Linked DNA regions of Capra hircus: region 2 is linked to region 1. Evidence: chromatin contacts called from public Hi-C data. All regions are on one chromosome and are shown on one strand. Each heading gives the region's core, a stretch centred on a gene start, on an enhancer-like site or on the middle of the called end of the contact. The rest is flanking DNA. Distances are from core to core; before and after follow the strand shown. Region 1 has its middle 54 kb from the start of ASRGL1. Region 2 holds the start of AHNAK (neuroblast differentiation-associated protein AHNAK).

Region 1 (6,741 bases), core at 3,670-6,169:
GGGAGTGGCGGCGGAGTTAGAAAACAGAGAGCAAGAGGAGGCAGGAGCAACCATGGTGCAGAGATGCCTGTTTTAAAGGGGAAGTAACATCATTAGGACTGAAATGTACGTTAATTAGAAGATCTTAGCACCAGGTACAACCCAGCAAGATAGGGTGAAATACGTAGGAGGTGGGTCTGGGATGTGTTTGTATGTCTGTGTGTGTGCACATATAATAGTACCAATAATAAGCTCTGAGGTTTATCTGTGCCCATCCCTGTGCTGAATCCCGTTCACATATTATCTCTTTTCATTCTTACAACAACTCTATGAAGTGGGGACATTATCCCCCATTTTTCAGATGAGAAAACTGAGCTACAGAAAGATAAAGTAACTTGCCTGATGACACAGCAAGTTGCAAAGCAGGGATCTAAGTTCTGGAGAGGGTCTGACTTGGAGTGACCCATTTGGGTGGAACCCTGGAGTTCAGGAAAGGGAGTTTGCACACAAGGTGGTGAAGTCAAGGACAGGGATTTAAGACTCAATGGGAAGACAGGGCAAATAGGGAGTGGGGCATGGTGATTCTCCCCATGATCCCGGGAGTGTTGTTGTTCAGACGCTAAGTCCTATCTGACTCTTTGCAACCCCATAGACTGTAGCCCCTGGGCTCCTCTGTCCAGGGGATTTCCCAAGCAAGAATACTAGAGTGGGTTGCCATTTCCTTCTCCAGGGGATCTTCCAGACCCAAGGATTGAACCTGCAATTTCCTGCATTGCAGGCAGATTCTTTACCACTAAGCCACCTGGGAAGCCCCATGATCTTGGGGGCAGGGACCTAAAAAGAGAGCATGAGGGGGGCGCCCTCAGATGAAGGGAACACGGGAGGGGGGCTGGGGATAGGGGCAGAGGCGTGTCTGCGGGTGGATGAGCCCACAGGCCTGGCGCCCACGGCAGATGTCCCTTCCGAGCCAGGCTCGGGGGCTCGTGCTTGGCGGGTACGAGTGCCTCTTCCTGCCAGAGCCTAACTTTGTCACGTGGACTCCGACCATCACTAACCATCAGTAAGAGGTATGTTTCCGGTGGGAGCCAAAACCCTTTGCGGCCTCTCCCCAGCCCCCACACACCACACCAAAAAAAAAAAAAAAAAAAAAAGTCAGATCAGCAGCTTCTATTCTCAGAGCTCCGCCTGGAAAGAGCTGGTAGCACCTTGTCCGTTGCAACCCAGGAAGCAGAAGAAAGGCTCAGGCAAGCTACAAAAAGCTGGCCACAACCCAGAAAGCATCCACTTGGCGCCAAAGAGCCAATTGCTTGGAGCATCACCCTCCAGGGCGGGGGTGAGGGGGCCCCTAGCTCTTGTGGACAGGCTCAGCTGTGTGCATCTGGGCCAGGCCCCGGCAGGGAGCTGGCCAGTCTAGACACGGGCCTGGATACAGGGGATCTCTCCTCTCTGTTCTCCAGCATCCACAGAGGTGTGCCCCAGCCTTCTGTATGCCTTGGGAAACCTCCTCACAGGCACGCCTTCCAGCTACGCGGCTGCCCTGGAACCTTTTAGCCCTGACGAAGACATGAAAGAAGCAACAAGACAGCTGAAGGCGCTGATAGACACCCTCTCCCCGAAGGCCAAGGACAGCGTGTTACAGCTCATGGTACATGGCTCCCTCCAACCCCGCTGCCCGCGTCCCGGGGCTGCAGCGTCACCCGCTCCGGGGCACGCGTGCATGCTCAGCCCATCAGTCGCGTCCAGCCCTGCAACTCCATGGGCTGCAGCCCGCCAGGCTCCTCTGCCCACGCGATTTTCCAAGCAAGCATACTGGCGCTGTGCTGTGCCTAGTCGCTCAGTCACGCCTGCCTCTTTGTGACCCCGTGGGCTGTAACCCACCAGCCTCCTCTGTCCATGGGGATTCTCTAGGCAAGAATACTGGAGTGGGTTGCCATGCCCTCCTCCAGGGGATCTTCCCAACCCAGGGATCGAACCCAGGTCTCCCGCACTGAAGGCAGATTCTTTACCATCTGAGCCACCAGGGAAGCCCCAAGAATACTGGAGTGGGTAGCCTATCCCTTCTCCAGGGGATCTTCCAAACCCAAGGATCAAACCCACATCTTTTCCATCTCCTGCACTGGCAGACAGATTCTTTACCACTGTGTCACGAGAAGTCCCTACTGTGGGGACACTTTCCTAATCCAGAGAGGAGAGTCACAGTGTAAATGTCCCTGGGGAAGCAGGCACAGTCATCTTATCTTTTCTAAAGAAGCTCCTGAGGTACCATCCTGGCAGCCCAGTGGTTAAGACTCCCAGCTTCCACTGTAAGGGGCATGGGTTCAATCCCTAGTCAGGGTGGCAAAAAAAAAAAAAAAAATTTTTTTTTTAATTAAAAAAATTAAAACTAGAGAAGCTTCTGAGAAATAATCCAAGCTTAGCTCCTCCCACAAATACTGAAGCTCTTAGGTGACATTAAAGTTTCTGGGTCTGGCTTTGACATTTTCATTCACTATTGTATTGGGGATTTTGTTTGTTTGTTTTAGGGGAAAATAGTACAAAGCCCAGAGTGTGCTTAGGATTTAGAAGCTGAAGATCTCCACCTGCCGAGGCCCCTGCCACTCCCCGGATGCTCCTTTCACTCCGTCCCCACCAGCCCCGCCTGACTCCTGCAATAAAGTACAAGCAAGCATCTCATCTGTGTCCCCGCCTTTTTTATTCACCTGCTAGAATGAAAGGTGTGCCGCTGCTGGGGTAAGATTAGAGCAAAAAGAAAGGCAGTGGCCGTGGAAACACATCCCCAAGGGTCCAGGCCTTGTCTCACTTCCAGTCCACAGATGGGCAGACCAGCTTCTAGCACATACTCCCTTCCACGGGCAGAGAGCCAGCCTGGAAACATTCCCAGGGCCTTGCTCAAACCTGACCTACAGGGAACGGTGGGGGCGGGGGGGGGGGTGTCAGCAGGGGGAACGTTAGACATGGTGGCAGCTGACCTCAGGCTGACCTTCCAACCCCCATCCATTTAGTAATGAAATTCAGCGTTCTGTTTCTTCCAAGCCCTTTGGGATCCCTCTCTCGGTTTGAAAAAGAAATATTTAAGGTGATTATGCTACCCAGACATAACTGCAAACAAAGATGGAGTTTTCCAGAGAGTTCCATCTCCCAAAGATAAATGGGGGATCTCTGAAGCATTTTGACAGAGCAGTGCGGTGCTCTGAGGGGCTGACTGGCCCTGTGACAGTCTGCAATCACTTCCAGCGCAGATGGTCTCTTCCCACCTATGGAAGGATCCGATTCCTATAAGAAACTTAGAAAACAAAGGCTGGAGGGAGGAGCAGGTTCAATCCCTTGATTAGGGATGCAGGGTCCTTGAGGGGGACTCTGAGGACAGACAGGGTCTAGGGGGCGTCCCCAGAGAGGGTCGGTTAAGTGTTTCGCTTACTTCACATTCGCCGCATGGAATTATTCTCAAACTATTTTTTCAAGCAAAACCCCTCCTCTTGTGCATTTGCTACATCCTTTACCAGCCATCCTGATGAGGACATCCTATTTCCAGGCTGAAGGTGCAGGGGGTTATGGGTCAAGCCGTCCATTCACGTCACTCTCTGTCCCCAAGAGGCTAGTGGAGAGTGGGTGGGAGGGGGTCAGGCTGGTCAGTACCTGGTGACTGCCGCCCACGGGCAATGGTGCTCTTATTTAACCCCAAAGCCCTTCTCTGACTTGCCCCTGCCCCCCCTCCCCGCCATCCCTTAAGTCACACCCAGCCAACTTTCACTCAAAAAGTGAATCGGCCACCCCCTTCCTTCTTGCATGAAATCAATCCCCAGGTATTTACTGGCACTTGCCACGTGTTCATGGTGGCGCTCGGGGCTCTGAGGAAGCCAGGAGCAGATTTCACAACCCAGCAAATATGCATGAAGCGATTTCTCAGTGCACAAGCGCACTGAGGCCCAAGTAGAGCAGAGTGAAGACGACGGCGGCCTCTGGTCACAGGGAGCTAGTGACCTGATGGGGAAGATCGCCAGCCCCCCAAAAATCAACAGTTAAGAAGCAGACAGACAGATAGGTAAACCCGTGCTAAAAGCATGAAAGAAATGAAGGGAGGAGGCTCCCCTGGTGGCTCAGTGGTAAAGAATCTGCCTGTCAATGCAGGAGACACGGGTTCAACCCCTGATCCCGAAAGATCCCACATGCTGCAAGGTAACTAAGCCCATGCACCCCAAATGTTGAACGCGCGCTCTAGAGCCCAGGAGCCACAACTACCAAGCCCACGTGCCCTAGAGCCTGCACTCTGTAACAAGAGGAGCCACTGCAACGAGAATTCCAAGCTCCACGGCTAGAGGCAAACCCTCGCAGCAAAGAAGATCTAGCGCAGACAAAAATAAATACACAGGTAAAATTCGTTTGGAAAAAAGAAAAAAAGGGAGTGACGTAAGCAAGAGGGGCATGGACATGGGATTTCCTGGTGGTCCAGTGGTTAAGAATCTGCCTCGCAAAGCAGGGGATGCAGGGTCCATCCCTGGTCAGGGAACCAAGATCTCAAAGGCTGCAGAGCAACTAAGATCTGAGGCAGCCAAATAAATATTAAAAAAAAAAAAAGAGTAGCGTGGACAGGCCAGCCCAGGAACCCCTGGCTCAAGGTCTGAGCAGAGACAGGAGGGACTGGAGGAGATGGGGGAGGCAGCCAGAGGCAGAGGGGAAACAGGAGGACGATCAGGCAGGGGCACGGAGGGGACCATGGGAAGGCTGCCCAGGCTCCTTCCCGCACCCTTGCCCTCCCTGTGGCACCCTGGAGCCCTGCCCTTGGGCCCCAGGAGAAAATGCAGAACCTTCTGAAGAACCTTAGCTCTAGGTATCTCTCACCTGCCAGCAAACAGGCCAGACCTCCTCCCCTTATGTCCTACCATCCACCCAATATCTCAGTCTCCTCTTGTCCAAGAGAAATCTGATTCCCCCCTCCCTCCTCTCTCTTTCCAGCCTCTGTAAATTCCATCTTTAGCCTCCCAGCTGCTCTGGCCTGAAGCCAAGGGGCAGTCTCGACCCGTCCCTCTCCAGCACTGTCATGCCCAGCCAAGCAAGTCACCCGCAAACACCTCTGAGAACCGCCTGCCTGCCTACAGAGCCACCCTGGGCCCCACCCACCCCCTCACCTGCACAACCTGGGGGAGGAGGGCTCCTAACTGCCTCCCAGCTCACACTCAAGTGCCCTGCAGTCTGCTCTCTACAGTAAGGACAGACCCAGTTATCAAATGAAAACCCCCTTTCACAGCCTCTCCCCCACTCCAATCAAGTCCAGCTCTTGGAAGCTTCCCCACACTCTTCTCATCAACTGCAAATCCAGAATGCACCCATCACGGGTTCTCATCTCCCATCCTTCCCACTGCTCACTCCCTCTCTGCAGTCCACCCTGCTGGCCTGCAGTTCTTTTTGTTTTTTTAAGAACAAGCCACCAAGCCTGTTCCTACCTCAGGGCCTTTGCACAGGCCACACAGCATTAACTGCTGGAAACTGTTGACAATTGCTGTAAAAATTCACCCTAAGGACTTCCCTGGTGGTTCAATGGCTAAAACTCTGAGTTCCCAATGCAGGTGGCCTGGGTTCCATCCTTGGTTAGGGAACTGTCTAGACCCCCACATGCCACATCTAAAAGTTTGCATGCCACAGATAAAAGATTCCACACGCCATAGCAAGGACCAAAGATCCCACGTGCCACCACTAAGACCTGCACAGCCAAATAAATATATTTATTAAAATAAATAAATATTTATTTATTTAAAAAAAAAAGACTTGATGCCTCCAATGCGGGGGACGCCGGTTCCATTCCTGGTCGGGAAACTAAGATCCCACATGCCCTCTGGTGCGCCCCCCCAAAAGAAAAAAAAAATCGCCCTAGAGCAAAATAGGCAAAGACTAGAACTCATCCGAAACGTGGGTCCCATGTGGATATAAACACCCTCCAAACACCCCTTGTCCCAGGGCAATCAGTCCCTGACCCGGCCACACCATCCCCAGATACTGAATGAAAGGGGAGGACGCGCACAGGGAAAGCGGGAATGGAGAGGGCATCCGCAGAGGTCACAGAACGAGAGGGTTGCAGAGAGAAACCTCTTCGGTTCAGATTTTTCCAAGAAGCTACGTGGTCCCTCGGGGACGCGCCTTCCGCGCCTTCAGCAGCAGGCGCCACCATGGCCACTAGGGGGCAGTGTCGACCAAGGTGTCCAGGTCGGGGCTTCTGAGCCTTGCAGCTCCACGCAGCCTGGCTCAATCCGCGGGACGCATGATGAAGTGCAGTTCCTTTCTAGGTTTGGTGTTTGGGTTGTTGTTTTTTTTTTTTTTTTTTGGTATCATCTGTGATTGCTTTAACTTGATTTTTCAGGGTTGGTTTTTTTTTTTTTTTCTTAATAAGAATTCTGAGGAAAAACAGGGGCAGTCTTACAAAACTGCTGCCCGCTGAACCCTGCCAGGCATGTGTCAGCTCTTTTGGAATTAGTAATAATTCCCTTCCCGAACAATTGCGAGGGCCAGTCCAGCAGAATCTAGAACGTGAGATGGTCCGGAAGGTACAGAGGAGCCTCGGGCGCTAGCGGAGCGGGTCCTCTGACCTCCGTCCACCTTTTTTAACATCTCAAGTAACCTAATAATTAATTTTATTGATTGCTTACTCCCTGGCAAGCATTTCTGCAATTTCTTATTTCTTCCTCACACAATCCAGATTCAAAGCCAGACCCCCAACCCCTGCCCTACAGTAGAGAGTAGGATCCCAAAGGCAGGAATTTCCTGAGCTAT
Region 2 (7,416 bases), core at 277-2,776, 100 kb after region 1:
GCTCAGACCCACGTGTCCCTCGTGGCTAGCGACGCCAAAGGCCTGCGCCCCCGCATCCCGGGGCCCTGGCACTGCAGGGGGCACCGAGCCCGCCAGCGGAGGGCCAGCCCTCGCGCACTGCACACCCTCTCCCGGCATGGGAAAGCCTTATATAACACAGTTCTCCGAACACACCCTAAGCCCGGAGACCTTCCAACTCCCCAGCAGGACCTCGCCCCTCCACCGTCGCCCCAAGAGCGCGCCGCGGGAGCGGAGGGGTCCGAGGAGGGGAGTTGAGCCCTCCTCCTCCTACGCCCGCCGGACTCCGGCCCCCGCCTCCCACACAAGCCCCGTCGCCCCCCTCCCCTTTACCCCTCGCCACTCCTCCCCGAGTTCTGGTTTGAATTAGTCACCGGCTCCAACCACCACATTCCTCAGGCTGCTGGCGCCGAGCCAGGCGCTGGGGCGGGGGCCATCCCGCCCGGACGGGTTTGGGAGTGGGGTTGGGGAGAGAGCGCCGCCTCTGAAGGGGAAGGGGCGGTCCCGAGGGCCGCGCCGCTGCACAGCCCCACTCCCCGCCCACCCCCAGTGCAAGAATCTCCCCAGCTATGTCCCCCACCCCCACTCCCACCAGTCCCGCCGCGGGGCGCGCTGCAAACTTCCCGGCTCCGCCGCCCTAGAGGAAGAAGGGATTTTTTCTGGAGCTGGGAACACCGAGGGGCAAGACTAGGGCGGGGCAGCCGAAGGGTGGCTGAGGGGCCGCCGGGAGCCAGAAAGGGAGAGGCTGGTGGTGCAGAACTGGGTGGGGCCCCGAGGACTCGGGACGCGAAGTCAGGGGCGGAGGTGTGGGGCGCAGGGAGGGACGGCGGACGGGGTGCGCGGCGCGGGGGCGCAGGGGCGCCGGGAGGGGCCGAGAGGCCGCGCCTCGATCTCGGAAACTTCTCGAGTAAACACGGAATAGGCACAGAACAGCTCGCCGAGCCACCGCCCCATGGAGAAGGAGGGGGTGGGACAGGGTTACCGGGCAAAAAACCGGAGTCCGGCCGTGCAGCAGGGACAACGATCAGCCCTCGAGAGACAGACGGACTGGAGCAAACCGCGCCTCGGAGCGATTTTCCGACTTTGCCCAACTTGCGCCCCTTCCAACGCCCCAACTCCAGAGGCGGAGCTCCTTTCCCAGGGCGCTACGCTTGGCCTCCCGGTGGCGGCCCGGGGCTGCCCACCTTGCTCCAAGTTGAGCCTTCACAGTGACACCCACCCAAAGCGCCTCGCCCAAGTCCTGCCACCCACCTCCCCTCCCGCGTTCCCGGCGTCGCGTTCCCTGATCGCGCCAAGGTGCGCAGGAGGCCCCTACCTGCGCGCTCAGCCCCAGGGCACAGCCATAGCCGACGCGGGGCCCGAGGTCGCGGTGCTGAGGCTGCTGCAGGCGGCGAGCCCCGGTCGGGGCGGGTCCGGCAGGGCGGGCGGTGCAGTCCCCGCGGCGGAGCTGCTCCGAGTGGCCGGGCCCCTGCGCGCGGAGGCGGCTCTTGTAACTCCGGCTCCAGCGGGCGGGTCTGCCCCGAGCTGTGGGGAGAGGGCGGGGCCGGGCGGGGCCGGAGCTGGGCTGGGACGGGCGAGCCGGGCCGACCCTGCTGGGACCCGAAAGCGGGCTGCTGGGAGGGCACCGGGGGCGCGGGGACCCGGGGGCGCGGCACATCCGAGGTGCTGCCTTCCCCTGGCCCCATCCACTGCCCACCCCGGCCCCGCCGTGCCTGGATTTGCCCCGACTTAGGCGGGTGGCTTCTTCTGCAAGAAACTCTTGGAAGCTGGACCTGCGAATCAGCCCATTTTGCAAGAAGGACCCATGGGGTCCGGCGGCTGGAGGGGCTTGAGTGATTCAGCCGCGGCCTCCAGCCTGACGCGGACCTTTGAGTTTTCTCTCAACGCTGCCCACTACCCTTCTAATCCTAGGCCCCAGGTTCTTCACTTGGTTCTTCACGCAGCCGCGCCCACTTCTCGCCCTCCCTCTTTCTGGGCGCCCCTCAGCCCCTCCCCGCCCCCAGAACCGGCCTGGAGACGCTGGCCCCACCTGCTGGAGCCAGGGTCACCAGCGCCCCGCGCCACCGTGCCGCTCTGGCCGCTGCAGCGACACGGGAGTCAGGCCTGCACCCCTTGGAGGAGCAGAGTCCTTGCTGCCTACCTCCCTGTCCCCCACTCTCTATTTCTGCTCGGACCCCCTCCTCCACCGCCCCACTCCCCTGGACGCTGAGTTTCCAATTTTACAGCCATTTCCCACAGCCACTTCTAACTACACGGAGATTTTATTAAACATTTAATGACGGGGTGCGGGGGGGCCTTCTGGCTTCACCCTCATTCTCTTCTCCCCCATGAATCCTCTTATCCTCCCTTCTGGATGGCCACCCACTGCCCACGTGGAGCCAGTTTTTCTTTCCTCTGGAATGCTGGGGAAGTGAGACCCCAGGCTGGAGACCTGAGAAGACCTGGCCCGCTGTACCATCCTGAGTGGGCTGGGGCTGAGACGAGCGGCCCTGTCCTCTGAAATGGCAAACATGTTTACAGGCTAAAAATACCCAACAGCCAACTCCACTGCCAGCCCTGGGGGCTGTGTCCCAGGTCCAGTTACCGGCATAGGGTACAGGCGTGGGGGAGGGAAGACCCAGCCAAAGGAGCCACAGACAGGCAGGCAGTCAGATAATGGACACAGAAGGGTGGAGACATGTGTGTAGACATTCAGACCGGCACCAACATGCAGAGACACATAGTCAAAGCACAGACTTGGGCACTGGCAATCTCTCATATTTTCTCTCTCTCTCTCTCACACACACACACACACACATTCACACACACACACACATTCACACACACACACACAGTGACTCAAACCCAGAGCAGAGGCAGTTCCACCACCTGTATCACAAGCAGAGAATCAGAAACCCAGACTTTTAGAATCACCTCCACCTCCACTGTGGTCTGCTCCTCTTTGCCAGCACCTACCTTATTTAAAGAAAAAAAAAAAAAAATCAACTTTGGGATGCTTTAAAAAAATAAAAGCAACAGCTAATTATTTCCGATATCAATGTTTTTTTAATTTTATTTCATATTAAATAACATGTATTCAGTTTTTAAAATACAGACCAAGGATACAGATAAAGTGGCCTGTGACCCTACAAGTCTGATTAATCCTTGTTGCTGTTTCAGAGATAAAATCAATACCTCTATAGGGTGAAGGACGTCAGTACGGAAAAGCAGAACAGTAAAAAGTAGATGATTCCCTCCACCCCTAAGCTAGTCCCTCTCCCCCAAAACAACCACAGTTAACAGTTTATCAGAGGAGTGTTAACTTTACGAAATGAATCATTTGGTTCCTTGAAAGTGTGAGGGCTTCCAATGCATGTTGAAATGGGAGCTGATCAACAGCTAGGTTTTTCAGAAAGATAACTATGATATGACATACGCCACAAAGATAGGGGGTCTGCACAAAGGGCCATGGGAATTTGGAGGGAGGGGCTGGAACAGGAAAGGAAGAGTGTGGAAGGGTGTGGATATTGCGCCTTCAACTCAGCGGGGACTCCCTCAGCCCCCCAGGCGTGAAAGAGCAGAGGCTGGTGTCCTGGGCTCAGAGCCAACTTATCAGCTCCATTGTTTGTTCTGGCCACCCTCTTGGTCAACAGAGAAGGCAGGAGAGGCCGGTCTGGGGAGCAGCTTCAGAGCAGGGATTACTGTCCAGGTACTTGGTTCAGGGGCACGAGTGTGAGGGTACCTGGTGGGAGGTGGTCCTGCGGAGTGGCTCCTCCCCCACTTCTAGGCTAGGAGGATACAGAAGGGGTAAACTAGACTCTGCCGCCTAAAAAGCCAGGACCCTACTTGCCGCACCAAAGCTGGCAGGGAAAGGGAATATTTTCAACAGTCTTCAATGGTGCAAATGGAGACACAACACTTTTAAAGATTTCTGCCACCCCTTCTCTTTCTGCCTACTGCTGTAGCCCCCACCTTTCACCCCTTCTCCCCAAGAGCTACCTTCATGGTGATCTTGTCTGACACTGCTGTAGGCACCTTGTGTGTCAGCCCATTTACTCCTCACACGCAGGAAGGAAATGGTCCGGAAGAGGGGCAGTGATTTACCTAAAATCACATAACCTTCAGAAGCTGGACTCAAAGCTCCCATCCACATCTAAGCTCCAGGAGGGCAGGCACTGTTTGCTTTCTGCTGTGTACTCTGTGTCTACAGCAGCAGCTGGCACCTGGCAATCACGCCAGAACAGTTTGCTAAAAAAGTGAATGAATGAATAAACTGCAGATATAACTGGCCCCAAAGCCCTTGTTCTTCTTTTTTTAAATAATTTTTTTGGCCATGAATGTAGGATCTTAGTTCCTTGACCAGGGATCGAACCTGCACTGTGCCTCTGGCATTGGAAGCTTGGAGTCTAACCAATGGCCCACCAGAGAAGTCCCCCCTAAAGTTCTTGTTCTTTATACAACAGCACCCTGTACCCCACAAGGTTCCCTCACTCTCAGCCCCCACGTGTAGTTCTCTCATGCAGCTTTGCACAAACATTTACTGTGTCCAGCCCTGGGCCAGGGGTAGGTGATGGTGGTGGTGGTGGTACAGGTAAGAGAGTCCTTGACAAGACGGAATCCCTGCCTCCAGGTGCTCAGTCCAGAAAGATCTAGCCTCTGATGCTACCTAACCCTAACCCTTGTACTCTGAGTCCCATGCTTAAAAACTGGATGTCATCTTTTCTTCCAGATCTTTTACACCCATATCTTACTCCCCCAACAAAGACACACTGTTTTTTAGTTAAAAGGAGTTCTCTCCGTCTGAACATTGTTTCATATTTCCCCGGCAAAGTAAGGACTACCCAGGGATCTGAGAGGACTTCAGCCTTCCCGCTGGTGCTCCACTGCCCTTCAGAAGTGTCCCATACCACACAGTCCTCCAGACCCACTGGAAAAGCAAGGTCAGCTCTAGGACTCATCATCACTGGGATACCCCAGCTTCGCCAGAAGTGCCACTCCCACCCCGGGGGTTCCCTGATTTGTAGGTAGTAAGTGTGTGATGAACCCTGGGCTCCTGTGTTGCCAGGCAACGTGCCTCTGTTTTGTTCTTATTATGCCTGTTTCTATAGCAACCCCAAAGGGGCGTTCTGTGGGCAGGCCCTGTGCCAGGGGATTCCCCTTCCCTTCCCTTCTCCCCACAGTCCCCTTCTCTGAAATCAGTGCATGATGCGAAAGAAAAGATGCGACTGCTCTACGAGTCGTTATGGCTTTTAAACTCTGATCCCAGGAAGGAAGTGAAAGGTGCAATCTGTTCACAATCTCTTTGAAAGCAGACTTTTCATCCAGTCGAGGGCCCTTTGGCATGTCAGCCTTAGAAGCACAGAAATTACTGTCACTCCTTTGAGTCACGGGGCATTTCCCAGACCCCCCTCTCCACCCTATACAACACACCAGCTCAGACATGAGCATCCCTGCCAAGCACCAGGCCCTTCTCCATTCACTTTCAATTCTTTGTAAAAATATATATTTATTTGGCTCCACCAGATCTTAGTTTTGGCATGTGAGATCTAGCTCCCTGATCAGGGATCGAAGCCGGGCCCCCTGCATTGGGAGAGCAGAGTCTTAGCCACTGGATTACCAGGGAAGTCTCTCACTTTTAATTCTTAATCTATCATCTTCCCCAGTGGAGCAGCAAGTTTATTGGGTTATTCTGGGATCCAAACATTATTTTCTAAGCAATTCTCAAACTCCAAACTCAAACTCAACATAGGAAGCCAAGTCAACCCATCCTCCTCCAGCTCAATTCAAATCCTAGGCTGTATTTAAAGCTCAGGCTTCAAATAAGGAGTTCCTGAATTGCTCAGATCAGACAGCTGGGATACCGGAAACCCTCCCATTACACTCAGTCCTAATTGAGATCTTCAGACCCAAGCAGAACCCAAGTTAAAGCTGATTACAGAACAAGAGACAAGACCCAGGGCCCTGAGTAGAGAGACTGGGAGGTAAGAAGGCAAAGAAATGCTGTCTGGGCAAGTGAAGTGGGGGGAAAGGGAGCAGGGAGAGTGGGGCGGGAGGATGCACATGACAACTGGATTCCTAGATGGACCTGCGCTGTTGGGGCTAGGATGCTGGGGGAGCAAAAAGATAACAGGAAATGGGGACCCAGGATTAAGGGAAAGAAGTGGAAAAACAGGACTGAATGAGACTGTCAAGGGAGGGAGGGAGGGAGAGGAAAAAAAAGCCCAAAGCTGAGCTAGGGACTGGGCGGACGGACTTGTAAACAGGAGCCGAGGGAGGGAGCTGGAATGAACGAAGCAGCCAACGCCCCAGCCAGCTCCCCTCCCCAGCAGGGAGCGGGGAGCACGAGGGAGGCGCCGGGAGAGGGGAGCACTAATCTCCTCTCCCCTTTTTTGGACTCTGTCTTTCTCCCACACTTTCCAGATTCCTCTGCTTTCCCCCCAGTTCCCCGGGGAAGGGGAGACCAGTCCGGGCTTCCCTCTCCGTCCTTTGCTCACACTTCCCCAGTCCAGTTTAAGGGGATCAGACTGAGCGGGGAAGGAAGGGCCTAGGCTGCCCAGAGCCTGAGTCACCACATAGTTGAGGTTCCTGTCACTCGAAGTCCCGCCTCTGCTACACCCTGTGCCCTCTGCCCGCTGCCCCAGGGACTTGGATCGCTGGGGCTGACCCTGCCCTAGGACCTGCTCCACTTCCACGAGCCTTACTCGGGTCGGGGCTGTCCTTCTCGGGCTGATACCACCCTCTTCCTGGCTTCTGAAACCTAGTGTGCTTTGTCCACCACTTTTGGGAGAAGCACCCTTCTGCTCTTTTTTTGGGAGCAAAAGTGACTCAGTTGAGCTCCTGCAAGAACTGTGGAAAGAGAAGCATGCACCCCTGATAAGTCACTTCCCCTCTCTGGACTCCAGTTTCCTCTTGGGTGAAAGAAAGGGACTACGTGCTGTGGTCTCCTGGAGGTACATTCTGTAAGACTGAGTCAAAGAGATGGAGAGTTGCTATTGAACACAGTGGGATAAAAGGGGTGTGTTTGCTAACCCCTATCCTAATAGTAGGAGTGGGCGGGGCACAGGCACAGGCTAGGCCACCGTAGGGCAGCCAACACCCCAGGCAACTCGGTGACTCAGGTCCCCGCACAGAGGCCGACAGGCAGGAAGGCACCCCGCGGCTCCCTTGTGAGTCAGGGAAATGCAGATCTCTGTGGAGAATGACCAGCCAAGGTCCCGCTATAACCAACTCTCCCTTACAACTAAGAAAGCTTCCGATTCCAGTGTGGGCCCCCGCGTCCCTTTGATGAGTGTCCTAACCTCCCCGACCCGGCTCCCACTCCTCCTGCCTGGCCTTGGCAACCCTTCTGCCTTCCACTCCATAGCCCTCCCTACCCTCCAATGGCTCCCCTGACCTGCCATGTCCCCTCGCTTACCCCTT

The links. A called contact is a pair of places that touch in the nucleus more often than the background predicts.
Region 2: a contact with region 1 is called in a Hi-C map of blood, with 2.9 times the contacts expected there. The contact joins the promoter of AHNAK here to the enhancer-like site in region 1. A contact is called at or near these places in 3 of 5 Hi-C or Micro-C datasets (all in blood).

The regions. Positions count from the first base shown.
Region 1 is chr29:41,130,667-41,137,407 of ARS1.2, forward strand. No RefSeq gene overlaps it. Among named protein-coding and RNA genes, the nearest start is that of ASRGL1, 54 kb to the left of the region's middle. Within about 2 kb of position 4,920, at least 4 of the 5 cell types and tissues checked have an H3K27ac peak or open chromatin away from gene starts, as enhancers often do.
Region 2 is chr29:41,236,528-41,243,943 of ARS1.2, forward strand. AHNAK (neuroblast differentiation-associated protein AHNAK) reads right to left here and starts at 1,527. Exons shown (of 6, transcript XM_018042689.1): 1 at 1,334-1,527.